Regions from separate parts of the Mus musculus genome. Here region 1 is linked to region 2. A link is a contact called in public Hi-C data. All regions are on one chromosome and are shown on one strand. Each heading gives the region's core, a stretch centred on a gene start, on an enhancer-like site or on the middle of the called end of the contact. The rest is flanking DNA. Distances are from core to core; before and after follow the strand shown. Region 1 has its middle 120 kb from the start of Gm39075. Region 2 has its middle 7.0 kb from the start of Gm26054.

Evidence for each region. A called contact is a pair of places that touch in the nucleus more often than the background predicts.
Region 1: a contact with region 2 is called in a Hi-C map of cerebral cortex, with 2.7 times the contacts expected there. The contact joins two enhancer-like sites. A contact is called at or near these places in 1 of 39 promoter capture datasets (hippocampal neurons), 2 of 484 Hi-C or Micro-C datasets (cerebral cortex and nephron progenitors), 1 of 115 datasets of contacts at active chromatin or transcription factors (neural progenitor cells) and 1 of 9 other capture datasets (embryonic stem cells).

Annotation. Positions count from the first base shown.
Region 1 is chr7:117,105,219-117,112,250 of GRCm38.p6, forward strand. No RefSeq gene overlaps it. Among named protein-coding and RNA genes, the nearest start is that of Gm39075, 120 kb to the right of the region's middle. Within about 2 kb of position 3,378, at least 22 of the 459 cell types and tissues checked have an H3K27ac peak or open chromatin away from gene starts, as enhancers often do. A contact at or near this core is called in cerebral cortex, where this site is marked.
Region 2 is chr7:116,956,521-116,962,821 of GRCm38.p6, forward strand. No RefSeq gene overlaps it. Among named protein-coding and RNA genes, the nearest start is that of Gm26054, 7.0 kb to the left of the region's middle. Within about 2 kb of position 3,196, at least 4 of the 459 cell types and tissues checked have an H3K27ac peak or open chromatin away from gene starts, as enhancers often do. A contact at or near this core is called in cerebral cortex, where this site is marked.

The sequences.
Region 1 (7,032 bases), core at 2,128-4,627, 150 kb after region 2:
TTGATAAAAATCTCTCACAGAAATATCCTCAGGCTAACTGAATCTAGACAATCCCTCACTGAGAACCTTGTCACAGATGATTCTAGATTGTGTCAAGTTAACAATTAAAACTAACCTTCAGAGAAAGTAGATACAATCAGCACAGTGGTAGGAAGCCAAGCTCACAGAAGTCCGTGAGCTTTAACACTTCAAATGACAGCAGGACTCCTGTGAACTTGGTGGTTGGTTGCCACCCGCTTGTTCTCTGGACCCTACTATTGGCAGTGATGCAGAGCAGACAAGAGGATCATCTAGTTTATCTAATAAATCAAAGCCTGAGTTGAAATTTGGGAAGCTGAGGGTGGGAAGCTTGGGTTGTGTCCTTTGGGTGGGAAGCATCCTTGCCAAAGCCAGTTTTGATTGCTGCTTCTTTTCATGGGAGGTGGTTCCCTCTGGGAACTCCCTCTGACTGCCTAAATTCCTCACTATGGCAAAGAAAATATATCTGGGTTTTGGAGTTGGGCTCATTCGAAAGCTCTGTGCATATCCCCCACACTAGCACTTCAAATGCCTACCCAAAGGAAAACCATGCTTGTGAGACTCTTTGCACCCTGGGGATCTGTGGGTATAAAGAGGATGAATCAGGAAAGGGGCTGTAGATTCAAGTCTTTTTTTTTTTTTTAATGAAGGATATACTCTGTCCCCACCGTGAATAGTAGGACATGATGAATAATTCAGTGGCGTTCTCTCTTTCTTGCATCAGGCAGCTCACAGTAAAGGACAATTTCACTATTCCTCCACATCAATAATGTTACCTCCGTCCTTTGGACGCCAGAGCTATAGCACAGTTCTTACGTTAGAAAAGACTGTAAAAGCTATTTAATCCCACCCATTATCAGAGACACAGAGAGAAATTGAGGCAAGGTGGTTAGGTAGTTTGCTTTATCTACAAAGGAGGTTGAAGGCAGAACACAGCTAGGACCCTGGAGTCTCAACCCCTAGCTGTCTCTGCTTGTTTGTCATAGACTTCTCAAGTTTCTCTGTATATAACAGATGTGATTCAAAAGGATCATCAGGTCCACACCACTGTATAATATGGGAGGGTGCATGTCCATGTGCATATGTTTGTGTGATTGATTGTATGTGTGTGGAGGTACACTGCTTACATCTGTGTGATTGTGTGATTGTGTGTGTGTGTTGGTACATGTGCATATGCCTGTGCATACATGCAGATGGTAAAGATTGACCTTGGTTATTGTTCCTCAAGAGTTACCTACTTTAAGTTTTGAGCCCCCCACCCTCACCTGGGGCTCACCGACTCAACTATGCTTACTGGCCAGCAGGCCTCAGAATCTGTCTGTCTTCTCATGTGCATGCCCATGGGCGCTGAGGATCAAGCTCTGGTCGTTGCACAACACAGCAGACACATTACAACCGAGCCATCTTCCCAACCCCCTGGTCCACATGATTATAGCGTCTGCCAATGGTAGACAGAAGGCTAAGCCTGTGTTGTTTCTTTCTGGGAACCCTGAAGCCTCAGAGACTCAGCTCTTTACACTTTTCCCTGTGCTGTGACCCTTTCCAGAACTTGATAGCTCCAGAGGAAGAAGCAGTGCGGTCACCCAGCACTTGCAAAATTCTAAGAAAACCCTGACATGTGGATGGCAAGTCCCACGGTGTTCTCTATCTTCTATGTCAGAATCCACAGGATGCCAAAAGACAAATGCATTTTTCTCTTCCAAATTATTCCTCCTACAAATGCTAAGCATCTCCATCTGGGAGGCATTTAACATGTCGAACAGCTATTGCTGGTCTGTAGGAGGACTCGCCAAGTATCAACTGTTTCCCTGAAATAGCTCCCCTTATTGCTGCAGGAGCCGCCAAGACTCAGCCCAGGCAGGAAGAGGAAAAGAGTATGCAGTGAGGTCTAAAAGTTAGAGGGGAGCGAGTGCAATGGGGCGTTGGTTGGCTTCACACCCCAGCTCTTCTCCCAAAGATGTGTCTCGAGGAAGGCACGTACAGAGGCAATGTGCATGCAGATGGCTGTCACCTGTTTCATCTCACAGATGAAGTTCATCCAGATAGGAACAAGAAAACACACATTTTCTGCTGGACTAATTTAGAACACAAGTCCCATAAAAGATGGCAGTGGTGGAATATGTGAGCTTGGGTAGTACCCAAGACATTGTCTTTACCAGTGTTCTGCTTTCTGACCTGTGCAGTCCAGCCAGTGAAGATGAACAGAGACCCAGGACAGAGACCCATGTTCTCCATCATCACAGATGGTCCCTGGGGATGCTGACTTTTATTTCCATTGCCATGATAAAAATGCCCCAACAAAAGGCAAATTAGGGGAGAAAGGCTTATGCTAACTCATGATTCCAGGTTACAGCCCATTCTAGAAGTCAAGGTGGCAGGAACTTAGAACTGCTAGTCACACCACATCCACAGTCAGAAGTAAAGAGGAACAAACACATTCATGCTGTGAGGTCATAGCTCACTTTCTGAACTCTTACACAGTCTGTGACCCAAACACAGGTGGGCTGGATCTCTCAACATCAGTTAACACAATCAAGGTAATCCCCCACAGACATGGCCACAGGGAGAACTAATTCAGAGCACTCCTCATTGAGATGCTCTTCCCAGTTGATTCTGGATTGTATCAAGTTGACAAAGAAAATTAGCCATCAAATGGAGGTGTGTGACCTCAACTAACCCGAAGTCTAAGTAGGGTGGATTGCTGTAGCAGCTGATGCCATGGGATTTGCAGGAGTTGGAAGAGGTAGAAGTTACTCCTAGGTGTATCGTCAAGTAAGTCACTCATCCTGCTAAGTTAGGATTTGAACACAGGAATATTAGTTGAGAAAACTGTCTCCAGTACAGAGATGAGCTTGACAAAGTTATAAACCTGGCTAGAAGAGAGGCTCATCCTGTCATCATCTCTTCTCTTCAGTCATTGTAAGCGACACACAAGAAAAGAGTGGGTTTGGATGCTCAGAGTCAGGCACTGGACATGCTAAGATGTGTCAGATAGGATGTTGGAGTGCTTTTATGAGGTGGCTGATCAGAAGGGTTAGGTGTAGAATCTGGGATGATAGGACTAATACCTGAAGGACCTTGTGTGACACTGAGGAAGAACAGGGAATGAGCCCTTGACTCAGGCATGAGAGATCAGGGATGATATTGGAGAATGGAAGAGTTCAGTATTGGTGATGAGGAACGCAGGGGCTTTGAGAGGCTCAGAATGTCCTCAGGCTCTGAGACCAGGCTAGAGGCAATGTCCTATTTGGATGTGGCGACAGAGCAGGGGCTGATGAAGGTGTTGAAGGGTGTTTGGTTAGCCTGGGGAGTCCCCTCTGTTTATGCTCCTGTGTGGAGATGACTCACACCCTGCTGGGGTTCTGCTGACAGCCTGTGGTGGGTGGGAAGGTGTAGCTTGGAAAATGTGCAAAGCTCTTGTCTGCCACTTGTTTGTCAGCGTTAACATCCAAGTTTGTGCTGTTGTTCTGCTTTCCTCAGTGTGTTGGCTTTGGTTGCTGATGCCTTAGTCAAGAGCAAAAAGCTGGCTTATATATGTTAGATGCTCACTGGTAAGGTGTGTGGGTATGAGAGGGACTGAGACAGATAGACAGACAGACAAACAGACAGACAGACAGTGACAGATTCCCTGTGGAGTTTGTGTTAGATTACAGTGGTTGTCTAGGTATATTATCATAACTGATTCTTTACATAAACTAATTCTAGTCTATTGACCTCTTCTTCTGCTTGAATGATAACTAATTGGCTAGAAAGATAACATTTCAAACATTTTTTTTTATGTGTCATGTGAAGTGGAAACTTAAGTTGGTTTTTTTTTTTTTTTTTTTTGTAAAGTCGGTTGGGTGGTGGTTTGCTGAGGCAAACGAGTGAAGGAACATTGAGCTGAAGTGGACACAGGTGAAAGGATGTTCTGCTAAAGCTAAACCTTTCTTCACGAGTCTGCCGCAGCCTTTCACCTGTGTCCACTTCAGCTCAATGTTCCTTCACTCGTTTGCCCCAGCAAAACACCACTGAACCGACTTCACAAAGAGCCCTAAGTTTCCACTTCAATCATGTGTATGTTTGTGAGTGTATACATGCAACAACATGTATGTGGATGTCAGAGGACAATTTGCAGGAGTTGGTTCTCTCCTTCCACCATGTGGAAGATCAACTTCAGGGCATCAGGCTTGGTGGCAAGGGCTCTTACCCTCTGAGCCACCTTGCCAGCCTCAGCAAGATAATCTTTGGAATATTTTTTCTGTGTAAGACATATATTTAATTTGTGCATATGTTTGTGTATGGGTGCTTGTGAAGTACAGGTGCATATGTGTGGGCACTAGAGACTTCAGAGCCCAGACAACAATGTCCATATTGTTCCTCGGGCAATTAGCCATCATTTCTGCTTTGAAACAGGGTTTCTGACTGAACCTGGAGTCTAGGCTGCCTGAACAGCAAACCTTAGGTGCCCATCTGTCTCTTCCATCTTCCAAGCCCTAGGATAACCCACATGTGCTCCCTTGCCTGGTTTCTGATATAGGTTCTGGATCCCAAACTCAAGTCCTCATACTTCTTAGAAAGGACCATACCCACTGAACCATCTCTCCAGTTCCAATTTTCCTATGCAATACACATATTTATGTATGATTGGCATCAGTGAGCAACCTACCAAACACCTATCTCGAGTAGATTTATTAAAAAGAAGAAAACATATTTCAAGTTCCTTTGAATTTTAGGTATTGAATAAAATCTTGTGCATCATTGGGGGATAAATGCTCATTTATATTGTTCTTTCCGTTTTGCATTTTTATGTGGTTGAGTGGTACCATGTTTATTTTATTCTACATATCCATAAAGACCAATTTCACACCCAGTGCATTTTTAATGAATGGTTTGTCAAGCTTTTATTTTCTGAGAAAAGTATGTATGTAGACCAAGCTTGTGTCAAACCCACAGAGAACTGCTTGCCTCTGCCTCTCAAGTACTGGGATTAAAGAAATGTGCCACTAAGCCCAGGCATTTAAAATTTTTTATTTATTTTATTTATATATGAGTCTGTCTGTCTGTGTGAATGTATGCTATATGTATGCAGCATCCTTGAACACCAGAAGAGGGTGTTGAATCCTTTGGAGCTGGTTGTTTTAAATTACCTATCATGGATGCCATTCTGGTCCTCTTAAAGGGCTGAAGGCAGCTCCAGTATATTAAGTTTTAAAAAGTACTATTGAATACAGAAAGGAAAGAACATCCCAAACACCGAAAACCAAATATCACTATACTTAACCCATGCATCTTTCTGTGCATTCCCTATACGATTTAACCTGCATATATATGTTGACAAGTGTCTTTATATCCCTTTACCTATGTGTATAGCTGACCCAGTCTGCCAATCAGTCAACGGGGTCTGCAAGAGAGAGTGGAGAAAAACAGGTCTCTCGTCAGGGTGGAAAAGTACCACCTGTAAGTAAATAGCCCGAGATGGCTGCAGAGATGATAGGGTGTGGTTATATACTGATGTATTTAAATTACCTAAGTCATGTGTGTACATTATGTAAATTATTTTACATAAATATAATTTTAGTAGCCTGATCATACATTTTGGAGGCTCCAGGGGATAACAGGCACTAATATAATTAGATTTAGGTGTGGAATTTCTGCTATTGATTGGAGCAGCAAGGAAGATGTTCCAGTTAAAAGAACTCATGGGCTCAGCACTTTGAGTGCATGCCACGCTGCACAGTCTGGAGAATGGGATCCGATCCTGCAGTCATATAAACAGCTGGGCATCCAGTAGCGATGGTGTTAGAGAATGACACCCAAATGCTCTTCTGAGGGCTCCATTTGAGCACATTAGCATGTCAACACACATATAAGTGTGTATATATTTACACACACACACACACAAAACCACATGTATGGTTCATATGTACATATCACTATCCTCTGGATTTCTGAATCCCATGGTAGTTATGACTATTCCTCAGTTGGTGTTAGTGTGTTTTCTGAGTTTTCCACTCATCTCGTTTCCATGTGAGACTAAGAACTGAAGTGGTTTAGTCCTGACTCCCTGATAGCAAGTCCTCTCTCTGTTTGCCTGTGTAAACTCGCTTTGCTTTATGAGGTGAGTAACACTAAGAACACAAAAAAGCACATGGGGCTGGATATAGGCACGATGAAGACGCAGGCCCGTACCAGTGCTTCAAGTTAGCATTGTCCAAACCTCTGCTTTTCTACTGTCATCTTCAATGTCCAGACCTATTGGAAAGGTGGTGCTTTGTGTGGTCCAGGAGCTCTGCAGGAGTGTTTCTGTTGTCTGATGACTTGCTCCACTGTCAGCTGGCGATAGGCAAGAGCTATTCTTTACAATGTTAGCAAAGGCATCCTCTGTTTTGAAATGTCTATTTGTGTACGAGGGGGTATATGGGGGCGTAGATATATGTAGGTGTGGAATTTATGGGGGAGAGAAGTATTTGTGCAGGGGTATTGTGTAAGGCCAGTGTTTGTGTGGGGGCAGTATTTGTGTGTATGATATTTTGTGTGAGATATTTATGTGAGGGGTATTTTTGTGGGGGTATTTGTGTGAGGAGTGCTTGTGGAGGCAGTATTTATGTACTGGACAGTATTTGTATGGAGGCTTTATAGGGCATTATTGGCTGGTAGGGGCAGTATTAGTATGTGATGTTATTTATGTGTGCAGGTACACACACAGGTGGAGACAAGAAGTCAAACTCAACAGATTCCTCAGACACTCTGCATTGTTGTTTGAGACCGTGTCTCACTGTCCTGGACCTTGTAGATTAGGCTGCACTGGTTAGCAAGTCCCAGATATCTGCCTCTCCATGTCCTTAGCAAAGCCATTACAGGCTCCCTCACCTGTACCACCCCCCTCCCGTGAGCTCTGTGCATCAAAGTCAGGTCCTTATACTTGAAAGGTAGAGATTTTAGAGACAGAGCTATCTCTTCAGGCTTGATTTTGGCATTATAAAAAACTACCACAGAGATGGTTATTAAATATTATTTAAAAATCTTGATATT
Region 2 (6,301 bases), core at 1,946-4,445:
GTCCTTAGTCCTGTCAGCTGTCCTCAAAGTTCTCTTTCTAAGGAAAAACTCTGCCCCAATTAGCCCAGTCATCTGAAGAAGTTTCTCATCTGCCCTTGGCATTTGTAACTGGCCAGGATGTGAGACAGCTCTGTGTGCTCTGGGTCAATGTGATATTACCTTCTGGTTAGATTAAACTTCAGCAGCTTTGTCAGAAAACCACACACAGGAGGCCATCCTGGTATTGTGCTTAATTGGCCATTATCCTGTTTTCCTTTCTTGTGGTCTGATGGTCACAGCAATGGGGTGGATGGGATGGCTTCTGTTAGGCTTAACACTGTGAATGTAATGTTTTTCTCTCTTGAAATAAGTATTGGAGGTAGTCACACTTGAGGCTATTCTGACTGTCAACAGGAGTTTATTCCATATCACTACAGGGTCACACATTCATATTTATTTTATAGGTGTGATCACTATCCACATTTTATTTTAATACTCAAATTGCCTCCTGTTTCACTGACGCAAGTGCCTTCAAAATGGTTCCTATGTCTTTTTAACATTCTTTTGGAGGACTGTTTCGCTTTGTTTTTGTTTGTTTGTTTTGAGACTGTACTAGGATTTCTAACCATCTTCTCAAGCTGGGTGTGGTGGCACACGCCTTTAATCCCAGCACTCGGGAGGCAGAGGCAGGCGGATTTCTGAGTTCGAGGCCAGCCTGGTGTACAAAGTGAGTTCCAGGACAGCCAGGGCTATACAGAGGAAACCCTGTCTCAAAAAAAAAAAAAAAAAAAAAAAAAAAAAAAAAAAACCAAAACAAAATTAAAAAATCTAAAATATCTTCTCTCCACGTCCCAAGTGTTGGATTCACAGGCAGGCCATACCACACAAGGCAAACATCAATCAATAATGGCCATAAGCGAGGTTTATTTTTTTAAGTCCTAGGAGTATGTTGGAATTCAGACTATTTGACATTTATTTTTATATTTTGGAGATTAAAATTCTGTATATTTATGGTATGTATCATATTTTGACATATTGCATGCTGTAGAATTACTAAAATGTGATAATAAATGTTCACATTAGTTCATATACAAATTTTTCTGCATAGAGAACTCTGAAAAAATTTTCTCATACATAATGTATTGTTTCTTTAGCTATAACCACCATCATGGATGGTGGATTTGTTGAACTTATTTTTCTGGGGAGCTGAAATTTTATAACTATGATTGACAGGAACCAAATATCTCTACTCCCCAGGCTCAACATTTTTAAGAATATATAAATATATGAGACCACACAGAATCCATATTTATCGATTTGTCCTATGTCACTTAGGTCCTTTGGTCCATCCATTCTGTGACACATGGTAGGGTTTCCTTACATAGTTGGAAAAAAGTCTTTTATCATCCCTACACACCATATTTTCTTTATCCATTGAGCCTGGGATGGACAGTTAGGTTGCTTTCAGACCTTGACTACTATGAATAATTCTAAAGAGAACGTGAGAGAGCAGGTATTGCTTAATGTAATGATGCAATAGCCTTTGAATTGTGTTGCCAGTATGAGGACTTGTGCATCATAATGCCATTATGTCGTATTTGAGGCATTTTCATCATGTCTTCCATAATAGAGGTAAGGATCTTTAGTCCCATCACTAATCTACAAGGATTCTCTGCATCTACTGTCCAATACTAACATCTAACATGCATTCTATTTCTTCTGTTGGACACCAGCCATTCTAGCAAGCATGAGTCAGCATCCTAGTTGATTAATGTGCATCTCCTAGCATTGCTAAGCATATGTTCCCTATGCCCATTGCCTATTTCAATGCTGTCTTTAGAGAACTGACAACTCAGGCCATTTGCCCATTTTAAAAAGTCTGCATTTTCCGTTATTGAGTGTACAGACTCTGAATATTAATCCCTCAACAGCTGTGTGGCTCACAAATGTCTTCCTTCATCCCATTGGTTGCCTGCTAGTTATCATTTCCTTGGCTGTGCAAATCCTTTCAGTTTCATGCAGTCCTATTTATCTAGTCCTGCTTTTATTGCTGGTGGCATTAGGGGTAGATAAAAATTGTTGCCCAGAGCAACAGCATGGGACATTGGCCCTGTGTTCCGCTATTCATTTGTCAGTTTCAATGGTAGTGTCTAAGTCACTTTAAGATCACTTTAGTTGATTGCTGTATGTAGTATGAGAATTCGGCCCAATTGCATTCTTAGATATATTGGTACTGTTTGCTATCACTATTCAGTTTTACTCATTTCATTTGGTGTGTGTGTGTGTGTGCGCGCACGCGCACATGTGTACATGTGTCACTGCACATCTGTGGAGGTCAGACAATTCTCAGGAATCAGCTATCTCATGCTACTTGTGGGCTTCTAGGATTAAGGTCAAGTGCTTTTATCTGCTGAGCCCTCCTGCTAGCCCACCCAGCACCATTTATTGAAGCCACTATTTTGCCCAACTCTGTATACCTGGCATTGTTGCCACAGATCACTTAACACTAAATTCATGGAGCTGTTTTTCAGTTCTATTTTGTTTTTTGTTTTGTTTTTGTTTCTGGGGTGTGTGTATACACGTGTGTGCATGAGCACAAGTGTGTATGCAAATGTGAGGGTCAGAGGTCAATGTCAGGATTCTCCACTTGTTTTTTTGAGACAGAATCTCTCACTGATTTTGAAATAGTTTCAACTAGATTGGCTGGCCAGCAAATCCCCAGGGTCCACCTGTGTTTGTCCGTCCTCCACTGACATCCAGGACTGAGGTCACAGTCACATGCCTCTACACACAGATTTTACATGGGCTCAGGAGGTCTTCATGCTTGCATAGTAAACAATTCGGCCGTAGAGCCCTCACCCAGGCCTGTGTGTCTGTCCCCATGCTAGTGCTTTGCTTTCTGATGTCTATAGCTTTGTTGGACCAGCTAAAGCCTGGTGGAGCGATGCCTCTTGCTCCAGCCTTGCAATTTGGCCTAGGTTTTGCTCTGACTGTTCTTTCCGAACAGGGGCTGACCATATCATTCAGCGTAGCCAGGCTTTGCGGTGGCTTTTGTTGGGTTTTACTCGCCCCTGGAATCACATGATGTGTAGGTGGGAGCAGACTCTCCGACTTTCCTTCCACGGGACCTGGAACGTGAGTGTTGATGACATTATTCCTGTCTCTCTGGGCTCCAGGAGTCGTTAGCGCTCGGAATGCAGCTCTTTGCTCTGCCACACACTTGCCAGCTCAGTGGGATTGGGAGACTACTCTTCCTCCAAACCCCCACCAATGTCTCACTTCTGTCTTTCTTTTCTGCAACCAGAACTTCTGAGGGTGGCTTCTGTATGGAGCTGGAAGGCATCAAAGGGATATTTTACCAAGTCTCCCCTGCCTCAGCTTGTAGTGAGCCTGCATGCCTTCTGGTTTCTCTCTGGTCTGCACTGACTTAGTCTTCCGTAGGTGAAACTCCAGCATACACTGGGTCAGATTCCCTGACCCTCCCATGCTAGCCCTCCCTCTCTGTGGAGATCAGCATCATCCCCCTGGGAAAGGTGATACATTGTGAGTGGTGAGTCTTTCTCACCTCTGCTTTTAGTAACAATTCCAGAGTGCCAAGTAGAGCTGTAAGAAAGTATGTGGATATAAATTTTCTCTGAGTCTATGGACTATGGAAACTACAGTTTTTCTCATGTTGTCCTTTCATAGCCATTAATGTTTTCTTTTAAAGAAATGCAGGATTGTGTTATTTTTTCTTTCCCCATAGTTCCAACCAGAACAGTGGCATGTGTCACTCATATAAGGCACTTCTTACTTCTGGACCTTAGTTCTTGTGTATCTCTCTCTCTCTCTCTCTCTCTCTCTCTCTCTCTCTCTCTCTCTGTTTGTACAGTTGTATGTGTATGTTCATGTTTATGTATAGATGTGCCCATAGGTATGTGTGTATGTATGTGAGTATGTGTACATGTATGTGAATGTGTGCCCGTGTGTGTGCATCTATGAATGTTTGTATACATGTGTATGAGTGTTTGCATGTATGAATGCTTGTGTGCATGTGTGTGAATCTGTGTGCATGTATGTGTGAGTGTATGTGCACGTGTGTGTGTGTGAGTATGTGTGTGTGTGTATGTGCATGTGTGTGTGTGTGAGTATGTGTGTGTGTGTATGGATGAATGTGTGTGAGGTGGGTGAATGTGTTTGTATATGTTTTTGTGCATATGTGTTTGAGTATATGAATGTGCATATATGTATATCTGTATACATGTGTATGTGTGGATATCTACTTTCTATGTATGTGTGTGTATGAATAATATATATATGTATATGTATGTGGGAGTGTTTGTTTATATGGTATATGTGAATGTGTGTACGTTTGTGTGTGAAAATAGGCACACATACCACAGTACACATATGGTGGTCAGAGGACAACTTTGTGAAGTCACTTCTCTTTTTCCATCTTGACATGAGCTTGAATGACGCAACTCAGGTTGCTAGGATTGAGAGTCAAGCACCTTACCTGCTGAGCCACCTCACGGCTAGCAGCAGTAGCAATCTTTCATGAGTTTCTGTCTATATCCAGTAAAGAAGGCAGCTCATAGACCTTGTGAACACAGATTTATCTTTGTGGCCATTTTTCAAATGAATTGTATTCTAATGTGGAGTTGGTAGCGGGGTCTCGGTCCCAGCACTGCTCTGATTGTAACATTCGCATCATGTTTCCTCCTCTGGGTTTCCAGCCTTTGCTGTATAACTTCCCAGACACTTCACAAAGAGATGGAGTCTGTGTTTCCCGCCTTCTCTTTTCAGTTCACCTTGTGTGTGGCTTGCTATAGAAGAGCTTAACAGAATACCACTGACCTGGTGCCTGGGCAGGCCTTGGCCCCAGTATGACTGCTCGAACTGGCTGCTAGACAGCATCTCTCTCTTTGCCATCTCTCATGTGGCCTTTGCTTGGTGGCTCAGAAGGAAACCAGACCTGTTTTATGATAGACCTGACCTTATGACTTTATTAAATATTAATTACCTGTTTCAAAACCCTGTCTCCAAATACAGTCACATTGAGTAGTATCAACAAAAACTGGCAGGAGATATAATTTGTATGTAACACTCTGGAAATTATCCAAGCTATTATAATGTAATGGAGGTGACAGGAATCATGTTTTGAGTCTAATTGGCATACTACTCACCTCTCCATGTGCTCTTGGAACTCCACTCAGAAGGTATGAACTAACCTGTTGGCATCCAATAGGAGGGTTAAGTGAACTGCTAGACAGAAGCTAACCAATCAAAAGGCATGTAAGATTTTGCTGCTTCCCATAGTTAGCCAATCACAAGACACATGTGGCAATGCCCTGAACTGACAATCACAAGATATAAACAGTCAACCAAAGTCAAGGCATGCTAGCTTTTGCTTCAGCCTATAGTCAACCAACCATAGAATATGTAAAGCTTTCCTCCACTCAGTCATAGACCAATGAGAAATAACAAAAATCTTATTGTTTTAAATTTTTATTTATTGTGTGTATGGGTGTTTCATTTGCATGTATACAACTATACCATGTGGGTTCCCAGGACTCACTGATGCCAGAAATGTGCATTATATTTCCTGGAATTGGAGTTACAGGCTGTTGTGAATTGCCACATGGGTGTTGTGAACGTAACTAAGATTCTCTGGAAGAGCATTCAGCATTTGTAAGCACTGAGCCACCTTCCTAGTCCTTTGGTTTTAAACCATTGAATACTTGGGGTCTTTGTTACTTAGGAATATGTAACTGATAAAATCCATGTAAGGGTCTGGTGAGACAGCTCAGCTGATAAAGGTTCTTGCTGCTGAACCTGAAGATCTGAGGTGGATTCCTGGGCCCCACCCGTGTAATAGGAGAATGGACTTCTGTAAAATCTCCCCTGACTTTAAAGGTGAGCATGCACATGCCTTCCCTTGGAAAATAAACACTTAAATGTGATTTTAAAATTATTTAATGTTTATTTTTGTAAAAAATAAAAAAAGTTTGGGCCAAACTTTGCAACTGGAGCAGGTAAATTTTCAGTAGCTCTGGCAAGTCTACCTGTGGCATCCAGTCATTATCAAGTGAGGAGAAGGAAACCGAATCAAGTTCTCACTCGCTTGCCTCAGAGCCCAGTTGAGGAGAAACATTTTAGTTGAAAGAGAGATGGGAAGCCTGCTTCTCTGATATAACTAGAACTGGTAGGGAGTTGGTAAATCCTACAGAAGAACTGAAGTTGTCTGTTAGCCTTGACCTCTCTGCCTTCTATGGAGAGCAGCGGGGTTTTTGGTATATGGAGGTGAGGGGATGTATCTGGGTGAGGTGGATCTGGTAAGGCT